5 separate regions of the Mus musculus genome follow, and regions 1, 2, 3 and 4 are each linked to region 5. The links are chromatin contacts, called in public Hi-C, HiChIP or PLAC-seq and promoter capture Hi-C maps. All regions are on one chromosome and are shown on one strand. The core of a region is the stretch at or near the end of the contact, and the rest is flanking DNA. Distances in the headings are between cores, read along the strand shown. Region 1 holds the start of Ubap1 (ubiquitin-associated protein 1). Region 2 holds the start of Spink4 (serine peptidase inhibitor, Kazal type 4). Region 3 holds the start of Bag1 (BCL2-associated athanogene 1). Region 4 overlaps Ubap1 (ubiquitin-associated protein 1). Region 5 holds the start of Ube2r2 (ubiquitin-conjugating enzyme E2R 2).

Region 1 (2,866 bases), core at 360-2,859, 210 kb after region 5:
GTTGAACTTATGTCTTTTGGCCAAACATGGGCTCTATCACTGAGTTGTACTATCAGCCCTATTTTATTTATTTTTATGGAAGGAGTAGTGTTTCATGTAGCTCAGGCTGGTTTTGATGTCTCAGTATGCAGCTGAGAATAACTGGAGCCTCCTGTCTTAGCCTCTCAAATGCTGGGATTATAGATATTTGTTCTTCTCTTGTGCTCCAGGAAATTGCAGTTTCTCTTAATAAGAGATTGGTAAGAGCCTAGTTTAAACCAGATACAGTGCTGTAACTCTTGATCCCAGCACTCTGGAGGCAGAGATGGGCCGATCTCTGTGAGTTCCAGGACAGCCAGTATTAAATATTGCAAGTTTAGGACCAGTCTAGATTACACAAGACCCTGCTTCAAACAAGAGAGTCAAACACACACACACACACACACACACACACACACACACACAGACGGAGAGACAGACAATCACACAGACTCCCACAGGCATGCATGTGTGCGTGTACGTGAGAGACAGACAGAGAGAGAGAGAGAGAGAGAGAGAGAGAGAGAGAGAGAGCTGGAAAATCTGACCATTTCCTTTCTGTATTGCATGTTGTAGTGAAGTCTCTCCTGAAGCTGCCCAAGTTCACTCCTACTCCCTAACGTTCACTGCTTTCACTTTAGTGTAGAGGTTCCCCCCCCCCCCCCCCCCCCGTGTGAGCCACCCACTTATTATGGCCACTTTCATTCTCCAGAGTTCTGCTTTGCTCACTGGCCTTTCCACAGATCTGTTAACTAAATACAGATAACCAAAAATTGACAGTTTGCTGTTCCTTGCTCACCGTGACCCCCTCCCCACAATGTTGCACCCAGAGTTAGAGCCTCCTCATTTTTCAAAGCTCAAATACCATCTTGTCTGCTACATAAAATCTGGAGACAAAACAGGCTGGAAAAGTAGACAGGGCAGTGCATTGTGTTTTCTCCAAAGCACTTTATGTCAGCTAAGGATGCTTGTCTAGGAGGCCCTGGGTTTGATCTCTAAGCACTTTCCATACCAGTAATACTCTTTGAGTTTTACTAGAGTCAACTCTCTCTGATCTTATTTCTTCCATTGATCATGAAATTTTAGAGAAAAATATTAATTTAATCAAATTATAAATTCTCCATGAGCCTATATCCAATACACAGAAAGCAGTGAAGGCTTGGATTGTGTTTCGACTTTGAATGCACTGGATATTAAAATTGAAGAGACATTTATAGTTACTGTTTAACCAATTTATTTATAAACTTGGGTCTAGGATATATGAGACCTGTTCTGAAAAACAACAAAACCTCAAAATAAATGGAGAAAGTGAGACCAAAGAGTATGAGACTGGTCTACGAGTCTGAGAGGGTTTCTAATTTCCAAAGAGGATTCGCGGCTAAGGCTTTGGGCGTGTCCTCGCCTTGGCCGCGCCTCTTATCCCGAGTCTTACCCTCTCAGTGACCCCTCCTTTCTTCTTCCCCTTAGGGTCCGCAGGGATCCTTCAGTAAGGAAGCTCCCGGTTGCAGGAACCCTTCAGCTCTGGAAGAGGGATTTAGTTACGTCACTGTCGGCTCCTCCCATTGGTCGGGGCGGGTGGGGTGCGGCGCCATGATGTCAGACGCCTAAAGGGGCGGAGCGTCGAGGGGAAGGAGGAGGGAAGTAGGCCTTCAACATGGCGGCTGTGGTACTGGTGGTGGCTACGGTGACGGTCTGGCTCGGGGCGGGTAGAGTTGGAAGAGGTGGTGTTTGCTCTCCCTAGGGGCAGCGGGAGCCCAGCGGAGACTGAGCCCGGGAGGCCGGGCGGCGCCAGCACCTTTCAGCTTTCGGGACAGCAGCGGCATTCAGGTGAGGGGGCCTGTCTCTGGGGGAGGGGGAGAGGGGCGGAGTTGGGGGAAGGGGCCGGTACGGGGCGACCGGGAGGAGGGAAGATGGGGACCGGGCGCCCAGGAGCCTGGAGGGATGAAAGGATCTGGAGTAAAGGAGCGGGAGGGAGGAAGAGCCGGACGACGACCGACGACTCGGGGCGGATTCTGGGCGAAGGGTCAGAGTGACGGGACCGGAGTTGAAGGGGCGGAGGGCGGACGGGATGCGGGCAAATGAGTTCGGATTAAGGGGACTAATTCGCTCAGAAGACAGGCTCAGTGGAAATCTCGAGCTTGAGGGAAAGATTTCTCTCAGTGGGAGCTAGAGCCGGTCCAGGAGAGGAACCCCGATTTAGTAAAGAAGGTAGCGCGCTGGGGAGTTGAGGGTGAGCTTGGGATGTGAGGATTTAGTTATCTGAGCGAGAGATGAGGGAGAGAAATCAGACCAGGGGGTGACTGCTTTGGGGGATATCTTTGGCATTGTGTGGTCTTCTCTAACTGTCTCATCACTGTGGTCTTCTCTAGATTTTTCTTCCTTTTTTAATTTTCTGGGCGATTACCTGGACTATACCCCTGGGTCTCAGAAACAACCCCGTGTCTTTCTTTTGAGGCTAAGCATTTCTCTTGACCAGCGATCCCTCACCTTTGTGTTGTTGCCTCGTGTTTTTTGAGTTGAGACTTAGAAATATAATTATTTAAAACAATTTTGTATTGAACTGGAGTGAGATTTTGATACTTTTTAGACAGACATCATAGAGTGTTGTAAACTCAAATTCTGTTCACATTTTCATGGATAAAGTGTTTTGTCTTCTCAGTTGTAATTGTTAGTATTTGGGAATTTGAATAAACATGGTGTGTGTTACCTGAATTTTTTTTTTTTAATTTGATGGTATAACAAGGCATTTCGTTTTCATTGATAAATAGGTCTTCTAGGGGCGAGGAGAGAAGGTTAAACAATTCAGAGCACTCATTCTTGCAGAGGACCCAACCAAGTTCAACTCTCA
Region 2 (2,700 bases), core at 144-2,643, 220 kb before region 5:
CAGGATCCAAGTTTAGTTCCCAGCACCCCTATGAGATAGCTCAGTCACCTGTAACTCCAGCTCCCGAGGATCTGATGCCCTCTTCTGAGCTCCACGGGCATCTGCACTCATACATGTGCAAACCCACACACAAGCACACAGACACATATGTAAGAAAAAAATGTTTAACACATTAAAAAAAAATAAAAGCAAGTTTTAGGGGCTGGAGAGGGCTTGGTTAAGAGCGCTTGTTGCTTTTGCAGGGGATCTGGGTTTGGTTGCCAGCACCGACCTGCATAGGGTTTTACAGCCAGGGGATCCAGCACCCTCTTCTGTCCTTTGAAGGCACCAAACATACGCATGGTGCCCACATATACATACAGGCAAAACACTCATACTCATAAAATAAAAATAAATCTTTTTTTTTTTTCGTTTTTCGAGAGGGTTTCTCTGTATAGCCCTGGCTGTCCTGGAGCTCACTTTGTAGACCAGGCTGGCCTCGAACTCAGAAATCCGCCTGCCTCTGCCTCCCGAGTGCTGGGATTAAAGGTGTGTGCCACCATGCCCGGCAAAATAAATCTTAAAAAATCCTTTTAAAAAGCTTTTCGGGGACTGGAGAGATGGTTCAGTGGTTAAGAGCATTGACTGCTCTTCTGAAGGTTCTGAGTTCAAATCCCAACAACCACATGGTGGCACAACCATCTGTAATAAGATCTGACACCGTCTTCTGGTGTGTCTGAAGACACCTACCATGTACTTATATATAATAGTAAATAAATCTAAAAAAAAAAGAATTTAAAAAAAAGTTTTTCAAATTAGTTCCCTTTACCTTATTCCGCACTGTCTGCCGTCTCCACCACTGTCCCCAGGGGAGCCCTAGGATAGGAGCTGAGCCAGAACTATCACCTTTGTGTGGGCTCCTGTCTCAATACGTTGAACGGGAACTGGGGTTGATCAGCAGAAAAGCGTTTGCCCAGGACTGCCAAGACACAAACTCAGTCCTCAGCAGGAGAACCAAACACTTATGTGAGGTCCAAAGTGGCCGAGGCATCCATGACTCTCTTCCCCTCTCCCTGTCTCCTGCTGTGCCCCCTACTTTCATCCCCTGTTGTCATCTGTTTCTGTGTTTCTCTCTGCTTCCTCTCCCTCCCACTTCTTGCTTTAATAGACACATGGTGGCAGCTTTGCAACCTGTCCAAACCCTTTTTGCTTGCTCTGGACACCTGCCAGCCCCAGCTCTGCCCTAGGGCCCAGCGTTATATCACCACAAAGTCAGCTTTGAGCCTTGAGCAGGCCCTTCCCAGGTGTCAGGATGAAGAGATTAACGGGGTGACACTGTAGCTGCCAACTGGTCACAGATAAGATAAGAGTGGAGATCAGCACAATAAATAGGTCCCAACCTCACTGTCAGCCCGGCCCACACTTGACTGCAGTCACATAGCTCACAAGCAGCATGGCTATGCATCTGTGGCTGGTCACCCTGACCTTGGTTCCCCTCCTTGGCATGGACAGGGGTGAGTGGGCAGAACTTGGTCTCTCTGAAGCTTGATCTTAGGGGGTGAGCTTGGGTGTGGGGGCAGAGGCAAGGCCAGGAGCTTCCTGTGAGGCCTGGCCTTTCTGCATAGCTCTTCTGTCTGTATTCATCCTACCATAGTAGGCAAAACACTGGGAGAAAAGGGATGGGTTCAGTCCTGACTCTGGACCAGAACCTGCCAAGTTCTCATCCCTTGAGTCTGTAAAGTAGGATGCCATTTCAGTTTGAAGATGTCTTGAGCAATTATGGACTGGAGGCTGAGAAGATAGAAGGAACAGTCAGGCCCCAGGTTGACTGTGGGGTGGTGAGTGCTAAGAGAGACTTGTTCCAGGCCCTCAGGGCCCTGTTCTGTTTTGACAAGGTGCAGTAGGGGACCCAAGACAACCACTTAAGCATATAGTGGGGGCCTTGGGTGGTTAGACATATACCAGAGGTGGACTTCCTCAAGGCCAGGAGCATCTCAGCAGTCTCGAAACTGCTGTCAGATACTTTTCTTGTCCTTTAACATAGAAAGGAGCAGAACAAGAAAAGCACCGTCCCTACAGATCTTAAACTTGGTGTGTGGGTGGGTGATAGACAATGAATAGTGTACAAGAATATGGCAAAGGCTAAGAAAAGCATGGAGCTGTGTGATGTGGGTTGGGAGGGAACTGCAGTGTTAAATCAGGGAGGGGGTGTCTCTTAGATGCAGGTTTGGGGAGAGCTTGAAGAAGGTGAGGGGGTGAAGGTATTTTGGACAAGAATGTTCTGGTGGAGGAACCAGCCAATACAAGGGCCCTGAGGTAGAAGCATGTTAGAGTGTTTGAGGTGCTGTGTGGCTGTAGGGGGGTGAAGGGCATGGTACAGAGAAAGAAGACAGGAGAGGAGGGGAGGGGGATGGAAGGAATGGAAAGGTGAGGTGGGGAGAGGCAGCTGAGAGCTATGTTAGACAAAGTCTTGGGAGCCAATGTGAGAACCTTTTCCTCAGAGTGAAGTGGGAGCCAGTGTCAGGCTTGGAGTGGAGTTAAACCTTTAAAGAATGTTCTAGCTTGTATGGTGAGGACAAACAGAACAGGGAAGCAGAGAAGCCCATTGGGATGAAGTAGGCAAGAGTCACATTATAAAGCAGTGTGCAGCAGGACCGTAGGGCCATTGACTCCATGCCCCACACTGCACTGCACCTCGTGCTGGTCACATCTGGGAGCTGG
Region 3 (2,810 bases), core at 11-2,510, 190 kb before region 5:
GTGGAGTTCAAATCCACCTTTAGATTGCGCTCCCAACCAGTCAAGAGTCAGAAGGAGTCCTAGTTCCTATTTGTGCCTCACAGATCAGACATCAAGAGGCCTTTGGGGGGGTGGGGGTGGGGATTCATCTCAAAGTTTCATAAAACTGCTGGATATAGAGCCATGGTTTAGGTAGCAAAGTTTGTTGTTAGTCTTTCCTAACTGATTCTAAGGAAATGTCATGGCTTCAGCTTTCTCGTGTACTTCCCAAGGTTTTTAGTTCTGTGTTGATGTAACCAGATGTCCAGAAAGTAACTCTTGGACTCACGGCCCATTGAACCTGCGGTTCTATGACATCCAACAAAAACACTACTCAGTAAATAAGGAACAGCGGGATCACGCACCAAGTTCGTACTCTTTACACTGGTGGATGTCCAGAACCACGGAAGTTCTACACACAAGAAGGCCTAATATAAGCCTGACACAAAGACCCACGATTACTAGCGTTACACACTCAACTTTGCTTCCAAATAGAGGATCCAATAAGTGTCCAGGGACCGGCCACAGGGAAAGATGTCCTGACACCAGCCCTAAGCAAAAACATCCCCAAATATATATAGCCAAGAACCCATGTTTCTTTCTCCCAAGACTACATGTGGCCAAACCCACATATCCCAACCCGATCTACGGAACCCTCCTTGGCGCTCACTGTGGGTGACGATCACGCTGAGTCTGGGTGTTTCCATTTCCTCCGTCTGGACCATCTCCTCGGTCTTGGCCATGTTGTCGGTCTGGGTCACCTCTTCTGCCACAGTTACTTCCTCGGTTTGGGTCGCCTCCTCGATCTTGGTCACCTCCTCTACCTGGGTCCCGGTCACGTTCTTGCTACGGGTCACTTTCTTACTTCTAGTCAACTCCCTGCTGCTGCTCCCTACCTTCTCGCTCTGAGAAGAGCGGGGCCGGACTTTCTTCTTCACCCGCGGCTTGCAGGCGCCGGCGGCGGCGCCCCTGGTGGATCGGTCATGCCCGCTGGCTGCACTGCGCACAGAGGAACGCTGAGAGGGAGGCAAGCCCCGCTCGGCCCGGGACTCCGACTGGCGCGGCTCCCGGGCAGGCCGAGGGGCGCGCAGCCTGGGTCCCAGCGGCTCCCGGTCGCCTCGCGGTCGCCGCGCGGCGCTGCGACCCGCCAGGCCGCGTTTGTTCACAGCGCAGCGGTGGCTACCGGGCGCGCAGCCTTGCAACCCCGCCCCACTACTCACCAGTTCCGCCCCATCTACTCGCCACGCCCTCGGAACTGACCCTGCTTCAGGCCCCGCCCTATCCGCCCAGCCGCGTCTAAGCCCCACCCACTCCGCCAAGGCACCGCCCTATCCCTCCTCATAAGCCCCTCCTTCAGAAGTCTTTCCACCTCTCCCAGAGCTCCGCGCTCCTTCTCCGGAAGGAGGAGCTGAAAACACGGAAAAGGGATCGGGAGACTCGGGCGAGCACTCTGCGCCTGCGCATGGGGTGGGGGAAGCCGGAAATTGACACCAGAGCGACTACGCTTCCGTTTCTGGTTTTCCTCCAGTGTTTGGGTTTCCTCGCAGCCGGCCAAGATGAACCGATTCTTCGGAAAAGCGAAACCCAAGGCTCCGCCACCTAGCTTGACGGACTGCATTGGGACGGTGGGCATTTGACTTTGCATACCTCTGACACTCCGACCCGTCCATCCCGAATTCGTACTCCACCCCATTCCTGGTTCGGGCCCATTAAACCTGAGTCTTCTTCATCCCCACCCCTTTCATCCCTGTTTTCCAGGTCATTCCTGACCCCAGAGACCAGACAGTCTAATCTCATCATTCTTTCGCCCTTACTGCACTTAGCTCTTTCCGATGCCCACTGTGCCCCACCCCTTCTTCCTCGCTTTGGTTCCCACATTCCAACCTACGTACCCTATGTCACTACACCCCACTTTGTCTAACCTGGCCTTTTAAAAACCCTTTTTCACTCTTCTCCCCTTACCCATGTCAGGGTTAACATATCTGTACCTTAGTCCTGGGTCTGAGTAGCATAGAATTCTGAATCTTGGCCCTTCCAGATTAAACCTGATCTCGGAAATGGTTTTAGATCTCATCTTAGCCTGTGTTGATTGGTTCATTCCACGCACGTTCATGCAGAGTCCCAAACTGACTATTCTCCTACTTGGGAAATCTCAGCCAGCGGAGAGAATCCCAAATCGTTTTCCTCAAGAGAGGGCTGCTATATCAGAATCTAGGAGGTGGGAGAGAGTTTATGAAAGCCCTCCAATGGTTCGGGCTGGAATTCCCCACCCTTAAGAAAAACCCTATTTTCTGCCCTTTGCTATATTGTTCCTTTTTTCTTTTGCATATCCCTCTCTTTCTGCCCCTTTCCATGTAAACATATTACAATAATTACCACTGCATGTGATGTTTTCTTCCAAGGTGGATAGCAGGGCAGAATCCATTGACAAAAAGATTTCCCGGCTGGATGCTGAACTAGTGAAATATAAGGATCAAATCAAGAAGATGAGAGAGGGTCCTGCTAAGGTAAGGCTGGTGACAACTGTTGTAGGAAGTACTGTGAAGGGACTGACTGGTGAAGGATACAAGAAAAATACACGAAATCTGGTAAAGAGAAGCTACTTGTGAGGACCTGTTCTTCAGGGAACAGAAGCTACAGCCATATACAAGAGGGAGGCTGGGTTTTAATGTGGTAGGTAGAAGATGCTGATGACATGTAATGGGAATTGGCATGCTCTGCTGAGAAGGTCTGACTCTGAAGAGGAGAGCTGGTTGTGCTCAGAATCCGGGTGTTGTCTGGCTACTCAGGTT
Region 4 (3,086 bases), core at 279-2,778, 230 kb after region 5:
TTGGAGGACTTGGGAGTGAAGCGTGAAGACCGAGTCCTGGAACATTAGTGCTCTGCTGTTGTTGTTTGTTTTTGTCTCTTGTTTATACTGTTTCAAGACATAGTGCCTAAGAAACCTTCCCTTCTTTTTCAGGTTCTAAATGGCTTCTAAGAAGTTGGGGACAGATGTTCATGGTGAGTGGTGTTAAATATTAAGATTTAAGCTATGATTTGATCAGGGAATTTGAGTTAATTTAGTATTATGTTATTGTTTCTTTATACTGAGCAGCCTGAGTAATATAGAGTTGTACAAAACAGCATGTGCATCTCAGGGCCTGCAGTTGTTTAAAAGGATTGCTTCAAATGCCTGCTTACACTGTGGCCTTCAGAGCTACACATGGGCCTGCCTCTTGTGCTTCAGCGTTAGTCCTTTTTCTGTTCATGGTTGTAGCTTCTCCATCTGTTTGGATGGAGGTTCTAAGCCTTTAGTTAATGAGGTCTGTTTTGGTCCTGCATCACACGCATGCCCCCCCATTCCCCAAAAGCAGTTTGCTGTGTCAGTTGGAGCGTTATGAAGGTACAAGTAAGATTTAGAGTGTTACACAGGAGCTCATTGTTTTGTTTCTCTCATCTTCCCCCTTCTTCCTGTGTGTGTGTGTGTGTGTGTGTGTGTTTCTCTGGGTATTGGACCTAGGGTATTTTTTTTTTTAAATGTTTTATGGGGGCTGGAGAGATGGCTCAGTGGTTAAGAGTACTGGCTGCTCTTCAGGAGGTTCTGAGTTCAAATCCCAGCAACCATATGGAGGCTCACAACCATCTGTAAAGAGACCTGATTCCCTCTTCTGGTGTCTGAAGACAGCTACAGTGAACTTACATAAAATAAATAAAATAAATCTTTGCTACATTATCAAAATCCTGTCTCAAAAAAATCAAGATTATCCCCAAACTATTTTTTTTGGACACGTGATCTCTTTGGCTCCTGAGGGTTGGGACTAAAGGAATGTGCCCATCACTGAACTAAGTTTTATTATTTGCACTTGTAGAGAATTTAGACTCCTAAATAGTTAAGATTAGACCATTTTGTTCTTTAGTAGGCACTTACCCAGAAGAATCCAAGACTTCAGATTTTTTTTTTTCCTCCTAAGACAGGGTTTCTCTGTGCAGCCCTGGCTGTCCTGGAACTCGCTCTGTAGACCAGGCTGGCCTCGAACTCAGAAATCCGCCTGCCTCTGCCTCCCAAGTGCTGGGACTAAAGGCATGCGCCACCGCCACCACCACCCGGAGACTTCAGATTTTTGTACAACTGATTTTCCATTTTAAAAACTGCATTGGGGGCTGGGAGAGCTGGCTCAGCAGTTGAGATAATAAATTAGTCATTCAGAGGAGTTAGGTTTGGTTCCCATCAGCCACAACTGCCCCAGTTCCACCATCTCCAGGGGATCCATTGCCTCTGTCTCCTTTGACACCTCACTAATATGGCATACACATACAGGCATGGTTTTAGACACTGCACATCATTGTGGCAGTGGTCCACTAGGCTGCACGGCAGCTTGTGCTGCAGAGCTCTTCTGAGCTGGAGTCACTCAGCTGTGTCAGAATGACGCAGCAGTTGTTGCTTACAAACTTTGTGAAATATCTTTGAAAATTTATATTGCCACACATACACATGTAAGTTGCATAATACTGTGTTTGTTCATGTGGTGTTACATCACTCAAACTGTGCAGTTCACAGTCAGTAGCTCAGGTGGGAGATCTTCCAGATACACTATCCTACTGAATAATCATGAGAGGATGTTGTCTAGCATCAGTAATTGTAGAGGGACACACGTGACTTGTACACATCTTACTTTCGGTTACTTGTTCTCTTTTTTCTTTGTATTGGTGGTGGTGGTGTCATTGATGTTGAGACAAGGTCTTAGTATGTAGCCTTGGCTAGCCTGGAGTTTGCTGTGTAGACCAGGCTGGCTTGGAACTCACAGAGGCTACCTACCCCAGCTTCCTAAGGGCTGGGTTAAAGCTGTGTGCTACTACATCTCCTATTATTATTACTATTATTATAAATTATTTTTTGTATATGAGTACACTGTAGCTGTACAGATGGTTCCAAACCTTCATTTGGTTGTTGGGACTTGAATTTTTAGGACCTCTGGTTAGCTCTGGTTAACCCTACTCGCTCTGGTCAACTCTGCTCGCTCAGTCCCTGCTTGCTCTGACCCAAAGATTTATTTATTATTATACATAAGTACACTGTAGCTGACTTCTGATACACCAGAAGAAGGCGTCAGATCTCATTACATGTGGTTGCTGGGAATTGAACTCAGGACCTCTGGAAGAGCAGTCAGTGCTCTTATCCACTGAGTCATCTCGCCAGCCCCTATAATTAATATTGATATTATGATGTATGTGCCTGTGTGTGCATGCCCATGGCATGAGTGGAAGTCAGTGAACAACTTCTCTCTTTCACCACATGGATTTAGGAGATTGTGGTAGCAAGCACTTTTGTTTTGTTTTGTTTTGTTTTTCGAGACAGGGTTTCTCTGTATAGCCCTGGCTGTCCTGGAACTCACTTGGTAGACCAGTCTGGCCTTGAACTCAGAAATCCGCCTGCCTCTGCCTCCCAAGTGCTGGGATTAAAGGCGTGCGCCACCACACCCTGCATGGTAGCAAGCACTTTTACCCACCGAGCCATTTTCTCTGGCCCTAACCTAACATTTTAAGTCTGTCTGTCTGTCTGTCTCTTTGCCTGTTTCTTTGCCCCCTCCCCCCCCATTCTCTCTGTGTGTGTAGTCCAGTCAACATCAGATGTCCTCCTCTGTTGCTTACTGCCTACTTTTTTTTTTTTTTTTTTTTTTAACACAGGGTCTCTCACTAAGACTGAGAGTAGTGGATTTGGCTAGAGTTTCTGGCCAGTGAGACCTCAGGCTCCTCCTGTCCCTGCTCCCCAAGCACTGTTATTTTCATGTGTGCCAGTGTGCCTGTTTTTGTTTTTTGTTTTTTTTTCCGAGAACAGGGTTTCTCTGTGTAGCCCTGGCTGTCCTGGAACTCACTTTGTAGACCAGGCTGGCCTCGAACTCAGAAATGCACCTGCCTCTGCCTCCCAAGTGCTGG
Region 5 (2,834 bases), core at 311-2,810:
CTGCCTGGAAATTGCTATGTAGACCAGGCTATCTTTGAATTCACAATCAGACTGTCTCTGCCTATCAAGTGCTGGAATCAAAAGTATGTGCCACCATTATAGCAAACAATCCTAGAGTATTCTAATCCAGGAACTGAAGACTGTGTCTCCCTAGCCACGCCACGGCCAGGTAGATCCGTAGAGTTAAAAAGCTCCACCGCAGCCGTCTGTTTTTAGAGAGAGGGTCTCATTATGTAGTACTGACTGGTAAGGAACTACTTAAGTAGACCAGGTTGGCCTCACACTGATCATTTTGCTTTTGTCCCCTTCCAAGGCCACACTAGGCCAACATCAATATTTTGCAAAGAAGTAGACTAAGTTATAGCCAGCGCTCTTCCCCAAATCTCATGGAAGCCCCGTAATCGGGCTCAACATTAGTTCTCTCCGCTTTCTACACAACCTACTACTTACTCTCGGTAAAAGGAAGCGGGAGCTTGCCTGCTTTTCTCTAGCTTTCCTTTGGGAGACTGCCTCCCCTGAGGTGGGAGACACAACCTACTGAAGCACTACTAAGTGTAAGGACCACAGCCTGGGTGTCACCGAGGGGTGCATGCGGAGGACCAGGGCTCCTCACAGGAAGGTTGCGGAGGCCAGGGGACACACTGGGCGCTAGTGCTGAGAGCCTTAGGAGCTGAGGTTCCTTCCGGGACACGCCTCTGGAACCGCGGCGTCCAGCCGCACAACCGTCACTTAGGGCCCAAAGTAATCCTCTGCGACCCGCCCTTGATCCCCACCTCCGCTTGGCTCTTTAAGGGTGGGGGACACGCGCAAGCGTCACAAAGCGCAGCCACCGTGGGGCCTGGCCGGGGTTGGGGGTGGGGGTTGGAGGGGGGAGTGGAGAAGCGAGCAGGCAGGAGCAGAGTAGAGCAGAGCACAGCGAGGAGGGCGGGGGGGGGGGGAGGGAAGGAGGGAGGGAGGGGCGCGCGCACGCGCACCGGGCCGCTGTCGCCGCGAGCCGCCCCCCTCCCGGCGCGCGCCCCTCCTCCTCTCCCTCCCTCCCTCCCTCCCTCCTTCTCTGCTCTGTTGCTCCCGCGGCGCGAGGCGCTCTCGCTCTCCTCCTCCGCCCCTCCCCCCGCGCAGCCGCCGCCGCCGCCGTCCCGAGACCCCAGCGCACGGCGCGCCCTCCCTCGTGCGCCCCTCCGGCCCCCGCGGAGAACGAGAGGGCGAGCGAGCACGGCGATCCCGGGCCGCCTCGGCCCCCCCACCCCTGTCTTCACCATCGTCTGCCCTCCGCCGCCTTCCTTCGCTTCCACCTCCACTCCCCCCCCCATAAGTAGAGGCCCCCTCCGGGGGGGGGAGGCCCGGAGCCCGGAGCGGATTCCCCCAACTCCCTTAGGCCCGCCCCCGCCCGGCCCGAGTGTGAGGAGGGCCCGGGCCGGCCCGAGTCGTGAGTGAGGAGGACCCCGGGCGGGCCCGCGGGCCGTCTGGGGCCTGGTCCGGCCCCGCCAGGCGTGTGAGGACAGACAGGGGCCCGGCCCGGCCCGAGGGCGAGCGGAGGGGAGGGGCCTGGTCCGGCCCGGCCGGTGCGCGAGGACTGGGGCCGCGGCCCCGCACGGCCGCCGCCGCCGCGATGGCCCAGCAGCAGATGACCAGCTCGCAGAAAGCCCTGATGCTTGAGCTGAAATCCCTGCAGGAGGAACCGGTGGAGGGCTTCCGGATCACCCTGGTGGATGAGTCCGACCTCTACAACTGGGAGGTGGCCATCTTCGGACCCCCTAACACCCTCTACGAAGGCGGCTACTTCAAGGTACCGCCACCCTTTCTCGGCCCAGCTTCCCCGGTCTCGGCTTTCCGCCGCTGGCGGGGAGCGTGAGCTCGGGGGAGCCGGGGGTGGGGGGTGGGGGCTCCTCACCTCGCAGCCCCCTCCCCCATCCGTAGAGGCAGGAAGGCCTTGCTCACCAAGTGCCTTTTCTTTGTCATGGGGCGGGGGCGGGAGGCCAGACTGCACCGGGAAATAGGAAAAGCCTCTTTGGCTGGGGTAGTGGCTATCGGGAAGGAGGGCTGCCTTTGTTTTGTTTCTCCAGCTGAGGGGTGTGTGGAAATAGGGATGGTCTAGCTTCTCTTTCTCGGACCCATCTGAGCCTTCTCTGCGCAGGCTGGAACTGCCCCAGAGGGCAGGGTGACCTGCACTTACTGGATTGGACTTTTCTCTTTTTTAGGGGGGTGTGGGGGAGGAATATTAGCCTGTCATTGCCCGTGTTGCTAGTGCCCTGACATTTGGAGGATTTGTTGGTCTTGGGTAGTGGTAGTCCAACTTTTGATTACAGTAGGTGGTAATAAGGAAGAGGACCATGGGGGTGGCCAAAAAAGGGAGGGTGGTGTGCTGGCCGTTGTCTTGTTGTTCATCCACTCGAGGGGACTTTAATTTAGTCCTCTTTCTGTCCTCGTTTTCCATTTACTTTATAGTCAGTCTCTGCTGCTTCCAAAATGCCCTTTGTCCTTTCCTACCAAGTTTACTAGCACCCCCCCCCCCCCCCCCACACACTCCATGTACAAACATCCACAAAGGGTGGAACGCGTCAGGCAGATTGATAGTTTCCCACTTTCGAGAGACAAGATTAAAAGCTTTTGCTTAGGTGGTTAGCTCCAACAAATGGGGTCGTCCCACAGATGAGCTGCATCCGAGGTGATAGGCTTTCTCATGGTGGAGTGTTTCCTTAGGCTGCCACTATATAGACATTGTTTCCATTAATTATTTCTGAGTTCAGTACTTGGAGATACTGTTTTTGTTTTGTTTTGTTTTGTTTTGTCTTGATTTGACTGAAGCAGTTTATTTGGAGGGTAGAATCCCTGAG

The links. Promoter capture Hi-C pulls out the DNA fragments that hold promoters and counts their contacts. Hi-C and Micro-C count contacts between places; a contact is called where the count stands out from the background. HiChIP or PLAC-seq counts read pairs in DNA pulled down with a chosen protein or histone mark.
Region 1: an H3K4me3 HiChIP or PLAC-seq map of embryonic stem cells shows a contact between it and region 5, with 22 read pairs. The contact joins the promoter of Ubap1 here to the promoter of Ube2r2 in region 5. A contact is called at or near these places in 8 of 39 promoter capture datasets (the HPC-7 cell line, cranial neural crest, embryonic stem cells and 5 more), 12 of 484 Hi-C or Micro-C datasets (CD4 T cells, CD8 T cells, embryonic stem cells and 3 more), 13 of 115 datasets of contacts at active chromatin or transcription factors (the 230-238 cell line, the SCID.adh cell line, bone marrow-derived macrophages and 7 more) and 3 of 9 other capture datasets (adipose tissue, liver and pancreatic islet).
Region 2: an HNF4G HiChIP or PLAC-seq map of pancreatic cancer cells shows a contact between it and region 5. The contact joins the promoter of Spink4 here to the promoter of Ube2r2 in region 5. A contact is called at or near these places in 1 of 39 promoter capture datasets (hematopoietic stem and progenitor cells), 1 of 484 Hi-C or Micro-C datasets (embryonic stem cells), 2 of 115 datasets of contacts at active chromatin or transcription factors (bone marrow-derived macrophages and pancreatic cancer cells) and 1 of 9 other capture datasets (liver).
Region 3: a promoter capture Hi-C map of second pharyngeal arch cranial neural crest shows a contact between it and region 5. The contact joins the promoter of Bag1 here to the promoter of Ube2r2 in region 5. A contact is called at or near these places in 10 of 39 promoter capture datasets (the C10 cell line, the HPC-7 cell line, cranial neural crest and 6 more), 22 of 484 Hi-C or Micro-C datasets (CD4 T cells, CD8 T cells, the G1E-ER4 cell line and 16 more), 6 of 115 datasets of contacts at active chromatin or transcription factors (the SCID.adh cell line, bone marrow-derived macrophages, effector CD8 T cells and 2 more) and 3 of 9 other capture datasets (adipose tissue, liver and pancreatic islet).
Region 4: a Hi-C map of bone marrow shows a contact between it and region 5, with 2.6 times the contacts expected there. The contact joins the enhancer-like site here to the promoter of Ube2r2 in region 5. A contact is called at or near these places in 5 of 39 promoter capture datasets (the C10 cell line, the HPC-7 cell line, cranial neural crest and 2 more), 3 of 484 Hi-C or Micro-C datasets (CD8 T cells, bone marrow and muscle stem cells), 8 of 115 datasets of contacts at active chromatin or transcription factors (the 230-238 cell line, the HPC-7 cell line, bone marrow-derived macrophages and 3 more) and 3 of 9 other capture datasets (adipose tissue, liver and pancreatic islet).

What each region holds. Positions count from the first base shown.
Region 1 is chr4:41,347,387-41,350,252 of GRCm38.p6, forward strand. It overlaps Ubap1 (ubiquitin-associated protein 1), which reads left to right and starts at 1,610. Exons shown (of 7, transcript NM_023305.3): 1 at 1,610-1,845.
Region 2 is chr4:40,918,663-40,921,362 of GRCm38.p6, forward strand. Spink4 (serine peptidase inhibitor, Kazal type 4) reads left to right here and starts at 1,394. Exons shown (of 4, transcript NM_011463.2): 1 at 1,394-1,493. The coding sequence starts at 1,433.
Region 3 is chr4:40,947,034-40,949,843 of GRCm38.p6, forward strand. It overlaps Bag1 (BCL2-associated athanogene 1), which reads right to left and starts at 1,261. Exons shown (of 7, transcript NM_001171739.1): 1 at 689-1,261. The coding sequence starts at 761. Chmp5 (charged multivesicular body protein 5) reads left to right here and starts at 1,520. Exons shown (of 8, transcript NM_029814.1): 1 at 1,520-1,643; 2 at 2,421-2,525. The coding sequence starts at 1,575.
Region 4 is chr4:41,366,758-41,369,843 of GRCm38.p6, forward strand. It overlaps Ubap1 (ubiquitin-associated protein 1), which reads left to right. Exons shown (of 7, transcript NM_023305.3): 2 at 133-173. The coding sequence starts at 140. Among named protein-coding and RNA genes, the nearest start is that of Ubap1, 19 kb to the left of the region's middle. Within about 2 kb of position 1,529, at least 63 of the 459 cell types and tissues checked have an H3K27ac peak or open chromatin away from gene starts, as enhancers often do. A contact at or near this core is called in adipose tissue, bone marrow, bone marrow-derived macrophages and 1 more, where this site is marked.
Region 5 is chr4:41,134,461-41,137,294 of GRCm38.p6, forward strand. Ube2r2 (ubiquitin-conjugating enzyme E2R 2) reads left to right here and starts at 1,561. Exons shown (of 5, transcript NM_026275.4): 1 at 1,561-1,786. The coding sequence starts at 1,610.